2 separate regions of the Hordeum vulgare genome follow, and region 1 is linked to region 2. The links are chromatin contacts, called in public Hi-C maps. All regions are on one chromosome and are shown on one strand. The core of a region is the stretch at or near the end of the contact, and the rest is flanking DNA. Distances in the headings are between cores, read along the strand shown.

The links. A called contact is a pair of places that touch in the nucleus more often than the background predicts.
Region 1: a contact with region 2 is called in a Hi-C map of leaf, with 6 times the contacts expected there. The contact joins the enhancer-like site here to the promoter of LOC123447639 in region 2. A contact is called at or near these places in 3 of 6 Hi-C or Micro-C datasets (leaf and seedling).

The regions. Positions count from the first base shown.
Region 1 is chr4H:23,981,082-23,984,415 of MorexV3_pseudomolecules_assembly, forward strand. No RefSeq gene overlaps it. Among protein-coding and RNA genes, the nearest start is that of LOC123447639, 96 kb to the left of the region's middle. Within about 2 kb of position 2,055, at least 3 of the 3 cell types and tissues checked have open chromatin away from gene starts, as enhancers often do. A contact at or near this core is called in leaf and seedling, where this site is marked.
Region 2 is chr4H:23,885,899-23,889,272 of MorexV3_pseudomolecules_assembly, forward strand. It overlaps LOC123447639 (sulfite exporter TauE/SafE family protein 4), which reads right to left and starts at 1,323. Exons shown (of 12, transcript XM_045124249.1): 1 at 1,029-1,323; 2 at 777-936; 3 at 488-688; 4 at 268-329; 5 at 117-177; 6 at 1-22. The coding sequence starts at 1,211.

The DNA of each region.
Region 1 (3,334 bases), core at 805-3,304, 96 kb after region 2:
GAACACTAATATGTCTGAATCCGCCATCTTGGCACCATCTGTCGCTACCCTATCCATATGATGAAGGGGTGCAACCGGGCCATATACCCAGACCTCTCATCTAAGCCTAACATCTAAAGCTGGAGGCCCCGACCGAGCCATCTACCGGGTCCGGGGCACAAACCGGTCTGACTCACTCACATGTTATCATCGCTGCCATCTTCCACTGGTCCATCTTCAGAGCATATTGAGGTATCAACCTTAGCAGGCCCTCCGTCATCGACGCCACCAGGATGCCAAACGACGACCACCACCTACGCGAGCCTTGGAAGGTCTTCCGCCATGGACGCCACCACGACGCCAAACGACAACCTCCACCTACGCGAGTCCATCTCCAAGCAACGGACGTAGATCAATGCTAGGATAGGTTCTCACCACTGTCGTCGCCCACCACCCACAAGCACCACCCAACCCCAAGGTTCCCAAAGCGGTGCCTTCAAGAAGGTAGCGACGCCATGAGTGCCGCCGCCGCCCGACAAAGTTAGGGCTCTCGCCCGGGAGACCTAGGAAAAGGGGAAGTGAGGAGATCAGTTCATACCGACGCCTCCAAGGAGGGGAACGGCGCCCAAGGCAACGCCGTCGGCGCGGCCGGCCATGGCCGGCCAGGGATTTCGCCCGAACTAGATCCCCGCCACCAGCAGCGCCTCCTGTACAGAACCGGCGACCAAGGGAAGCGCGGCCCGACCAGGATGGTCCGCATGCCGAACAGAGGAGGAGGGGAGGCGTCAGATCGCGCGCACCGACCGTCGCAGAAGCCGCCACCAGCCGCCAACGACCACCGGGATCCCGCCGCCCGTACGGCCATGACGCCAGATCCACCGCCCGTACAGCTGTTCGCCATAGCCTGCCGTGCCTCGCCAAAAGGAGCCGCCGCTCCATATCCGAGACTCCCCACGCAGAGCCAGGTTAGCCGAGATCCCGCCACCACCATCCTTGATGCCTCGGGCTTGCCCGGCGGCTGCCTCAGGCGGCGGCGAGGAGGTGGGACGAGGTGGGGAGGGGGCCGAGGCGGCGCGGCTAGGGTTCCCCGCCGCCGTCGGGGAGGCGAAGCGGGGTGGCGAGAGAGAGGTTTGGTCGCGAGAGAGATAGGACAAGTCAGCGATCCAGCTAGAGCAACATGACATGACGGTCATGAGTGGCCATGCATTTACTTGCCGATGGCCACATGGTAAGCAGTCATGGACTGTGTATGCACCCACGTCCACCCGCGCCGCACGTGGGCCCAGCCGCCGCGGGAATTGATGTATGAACTCGCCGTTGAAGTTAATATCGAGAGCGATCCGGAAGCAGACCAGAAACATGCACAAAGTCAAGTACAATACGGTCTCTCCAATATGCATCCACGTTCAGCGTTTTCTAGATCGGGATTTCCCATCGCATACGCATCACGCTAATAAAACTCCATTAAACGAACGTTGCGGAAATGTTTCGGAGACAGGTTTCCTTGCCGAAAACAAAAACTCAAACGAATATATGCGTCGGGTTCGGCAGCGATATCCCGCCTCTTTCCGCCAAAAAAAAAGCAGGAAAGAATATGTCGCTGTGCCTGCGTTAATTTGCCATCTCCCTCTCGCAAATATTCCAGCGGCACCACCATCGTTCGTCGGCCCGTCGATCTCCGGGCATCACAAAATGCAGGTGGCGACTGACGATGATGACGATGACGATGATCCAGCGAAGATCTTTTAGGGCTTGCTTGCCGTCCCACGGTCCCGGCGAGCCCCCGCTCGCTGTCGTTGAGCATCATCATCCGGGCCTCTCTGGCCACACAAATTTGTACGGCGATGCAAATTCACTACTCGCTTCGGGTTTTTTTTTCTTGTCTATTCAAAATAAAAGGATACCAGTAATAATAATTGAAAGAAAAACATGGGCCAACCGTTGCTGTGAATGGATAGAGGCTCGATCCAGAGGGCGTGGAGCGTAGCACGTACGTCGCTGTTCGCGTTTGCTTCGGTCGTACGACGCCGCGCTCCCGGCCGAAGCGCCCACGGGCTACAGCGCGCATGAGGACGAAACGAGGTGAACATGAACAGGAGACGCGTCATGCATCGTATCCTTTGGGAAGGCCATGCATGGATCTACTTTGGAGTTTGGCTTCGTCGTGGCGCCAACGTGACCGCGCTTTTTAGGCGCCACTAGTACGCTAGGACCCACCGCCGTTAGGGTTTCTCCTGCCTCTTGTTGGCGCCGTCGCTGGTCAGCTTTGTCTCTTGTGGCCGTAGGGTCATAGAGGCGCAACCTTGTTGGCCGCTGGTCAGCTCTTTTTTAAGGCTTATTTGAGTTTTATCAGGATTTGTGTCATGTTCAGAGAGATGTTACAACGACAACTCTTTGAGATGAAATAATATTCTTCCCGTCTAGCACCCGTCTCAGCGGTGCTTCTAGCATTGTCGGATCAGGGAGTGTGAAGATTTTTGTTTCCAACAGATTCTATGGGATTCGGTCGGCGTTTGTCTTTGATGCATCCACGTGAATCCAGTCTTCATTCGTGTGCCTACAAGTTGGATCTTTTCGATCTATGCTTCTCTTCATCAACGATAATTGTTGTTCTGGTGTGCTGGTATTATAGGAACTTAGCACAACGGTCTCATAACTATCTAGTACAAGAAGAAAAAAGAATTAAAAAACCTCCAAAAATTGCGAAAGGAACACAAAAAGGTGAAACAGGAAAAAAAAAGTAGAAAAAACAGAAGGAAACCGTGACAAAACAAAGAAAACAAACAAAAACCAAAAGTGAAAAATAAAACAAACAAAAATGTGAAGAAAAAGAATAGTATGGCAAGGGGTCGATCCTAATTGAGCGAGTGGACGAGTAGAAGTGGGTCCTCGGCCTGAACGAGGAGAAGTGGGTTGACGCGTTTAAACCATAGGACTCGCTATAAGCATGATATAAGAGAGAAATTAATTTACGGTTACCCTTTGGGGCTCCCGCACGGATATTTTTTAGAGTGTGTCAAATGGTGCGCCTAGCCGTCATCATATGTCCCGCACTGGGCATTTTTTTATTTTTTTTATTGATTTTTAGGGTTTAAAACTTTTTTTAGGTTCTTGTCTCGCTTTCCCTAGGTTTTGCTGGAATATTTCTTTTTTCAAGAAGCACAAGGAATTGTGTTTTTTCTGGAAGCACCAATTTGTTATGCCCAAGCTCTTTGTCAGAGTCACATATTTTCCTCTTAAAAAGCATTATGTGTGCTTTTCATCAGAAGCACAAACTATGATTCCACGAGAAGCACTCGATAAGGGAAAATCACTGTAATGATTTATTGTAAAAAGGGAAAACCACAGGTTGTAC
Region 2 (3,374 bases), core at 73-2,572:
GCATAACTCGGGTCAAGAACCACTGCAGATATTGAGTAAAAAAATTACAGCATGTTAAAAATGAGAAAAATGGATACTGACTGGAAACTTCGATGCAAGTAAAAAGTTAGTAGTACCATCGTTGGTAGCACTGGCACCAGAAGACTTGGACTGGGTTTCTCGCTCCCGTGTCTCCATCTGCAATCATTCACACAAGGATGTTCACAACACAATCCTATTAATGTTAAGGCAGGTAACAGGGGCAGGGCCAATGTGACAAGAACTAACCAGGATCCTTGTCTCCTCCCTCCACATGAGGATGCCTTTGTAGAAGGACCGCGAGGAGGTTCCTGCAAGGAGTTGATCACGCGCCAAAAAAAACGTCCACTTTAGTGATCTGACTGACAAGGCACACAAAGGAGCTAGGCCGCCAGCACGAAAGTCAGGGCATGGCTTTATTATTAACGGCACGTTGTGGCAGCACGATCGATCGAGCGAGGACACCAACCTACGAAGAGGATGATGATGAGGACGGTGATGAGCCAGTAGGGGAAGACGACGCTGAGCTCGACGCCGATGGTGATCCCGAGCATGAGCATGGGCTGGAAGAGCAGCGCGAGCTTGTAGTCGAGCACCGGCGCCTCCTTGGTCGGGTGCGACACCTGCAGGTTGTACCAGACCGACGACGCCGACGCCCCCATGATCATGCCTGCGCGCAAGCAAGACAAAAATTCCACGCGTGTGAGCAGAATCGACCCGTCGGACGGTCGAGACGGGTGGTAGAGCGGGCGGCTTACATTTGGAGAGCGCGGCGGCGGACTTGGTGTCGAAGCCGAGGACGAGGTTGAGGAGGGGCACGAAGATGCCGCCGCCGCCGACGCCGCCGACGGTGCCGAACGCGGAGCCGAGGAAGCCGACGACGGTGGCCACCACGAGCCGCCAGTTGAACTCGAGGTCCTGAAGCGAGACGGGGGGGTCAGCCGACAAACACCACACGAGCGTGCGAGGGGTTAGGCTCGAAGGGGGCGGGGCGGGGCGGGGTAGCTTACGGGCCAGACGCGAGCGGAGCGGGAGGAGAGGCGGGGCGCGCCATTGGGCGCGGCGGTGGAGGCGACGACGACGAAGCAGGCGAGGGCGGCGGCGCAGGCGGCTCCGCCGGCGAAGTATGCGAGGAAGGCCCGCGTGCTCGTCCTGTTCAGCCTGCCGTAGATGCCCGCCGGCGTGGACGCCATGCAGGCAGGCAGAGAGAGGGAGGGAGCGGCGACGGCTAGACTGGCGCGGCGAAGCAGATCGGTGCGCGACTGCGGGTAGCAGCACGGCGGGCGGGGGGAGGGAGGGGGGGAAGGAAATGGCGTGCGCCCGGCTCCGCCTGGCGATCTTATAGGCGGCGGGGGGGAGGGGGTGGGGTGGGGTGGATGTGGGGAGGGTGGAGGGAATTGAAGGAGGAGGCGGAATTGGCGTCGCCTTCTCGAATATTTTTGGACTGTTTTGGCTGGCACGCTGACTGAGCGCCGTGAATGGCAGGCGGTAAATAAAACGTTTCCTTCCTTCCCGGATAGCGGGGGATATGCCTACCTCGCGTTGCGTTGCGAACACGGGCTGCGAAACGGCTCCACGTTCCAAAAGAGAAATATCTTCTCCACGGTAACTAAAAATAGGTAGGCTACCTTAACAAAACGCTGTGCCTTGTGAAAATATTTCTCCACGTTTTCTTTTAGGTTCGGGTTTCTTTGTTAGGGCATCTACAACAGATTAGACGGCTGTTGTCTATAATATCCCTCCACGTCATTTGCAGACAACTGCTCCCTCCGTTTCTAAATATAAGTCTTTTAAAATATTTCATTAAAAGTCTACATACGAAGCAAAATGAGTGAATCTATACTCTAAAGTATGCCTATATACATCCGTATGTAGTCCACTAATGAAACCTCTTTAAAGACTTAGGAACGGAGGGAGTACTACAATGGATTGTCGTTAGGCTGGTCTAAAATTTCATAACGTGCGTGCATATTGTAAGGGATTTCCTACCCACGATGCGGTCTGTGGTAAACCATGCGGTCGTACAACGGGAAAAGATCCGGCTATATCTAGCGATATACTCCCTCCGTCCACAAATAAATGTACATATAGATTTTTACTTAGTCAATTTTTTTACAATTTAACCAACTTTATAAAAAAAAGATAGTAGCAACATATATAACATGAAAATGATATATTTGAAAACTTCATATAAAGATAAATCTATTCATACTAATTTGATGTCATAAATGCTAGCATCTTTTTTAATAAAGTTAGTCAAAATTTAACTAGTTTGACTGACAGAAAATGAAAATGTACACTTATTACCGGACGGAGGGAGTATGCGGCAACCGGCCGTCGCTAGAACTCTCTCTCCCATGTCAGCTATTTTGCTGACTGTACCCTGTTGTACATGCCCTTATTATTCCGGGCATGTCGTCTTGGTATATTCCTACAACGCTTGTTCACACTCTTTTTAGATCGAAAAAAGTTGATGCCCGCAGTATATTCTCTTTAAATTCCCACAAAAAAGTACAATCTTTTTAATTGCAACACTTTCTTTCTTTTGCGGGGATACGTTACTTTCTTTCGGCGACGCCCTTACGGAAGCTAGCAGCTCCAAAAATGGTCTTTGTCGGAGTTATACATCACACGATACACGCCTCCACGACACCATTCTGTTTCGTACTTTTATGAGATATAGTTGGTATATGTTGAAGGTGTGTCTGATGCCAATCATCATAAACTATGGAATTAGTAAAAAGGATATGTTAGTGTTACAATGTTTCTGTAAAACAACTGAGCATGAGAGAGCAAATAATCTCGTATACATAACAGGATAGGCTAACAGTCACCGGAAAAGATAGGAAACAAATTGAAAATATGGATCTGTGTTTCCAGTTATAAATATGATGTTTACATATTTGTGTAAGGGCCAAAGCCCTGACGGCGCGGCGGTGGCGGGACCCCTCGGTCGTTGTTCTCGAGCGTGGGGGCGACGCTGCTCAACTGCTCCACGCGGTGATGCTATGGTGCAAGGGGCTCCTCCCTTGGCTTGTGGAGCCACGGTGGCGGCGGTGAGGGCGACGCATCGGGGTGGCAGCTGTTCCAGATCTAGGTGGGGTTGCTCCTCTGGTCGTCGGCTCACGGGCGGCGCGAGCGGAGGCGGCGAGGGCCGGCCGCCGCTGGCGGTCTTTGCTGATGGTGGCGGCTGGTGTGGGGGTGTGCCATGGTGAAGGTATGGCGGCGTCTTCACTCGTCGGTGTTTGCTGGCGATGAGGTTGGGGGCACAAGAAATTGCTTGTATTTGATTGCATGATTGTTTGAGAGAGGCCATCTTCATCGTACACCTCACACAGGCTGATAGACCTTAGGTC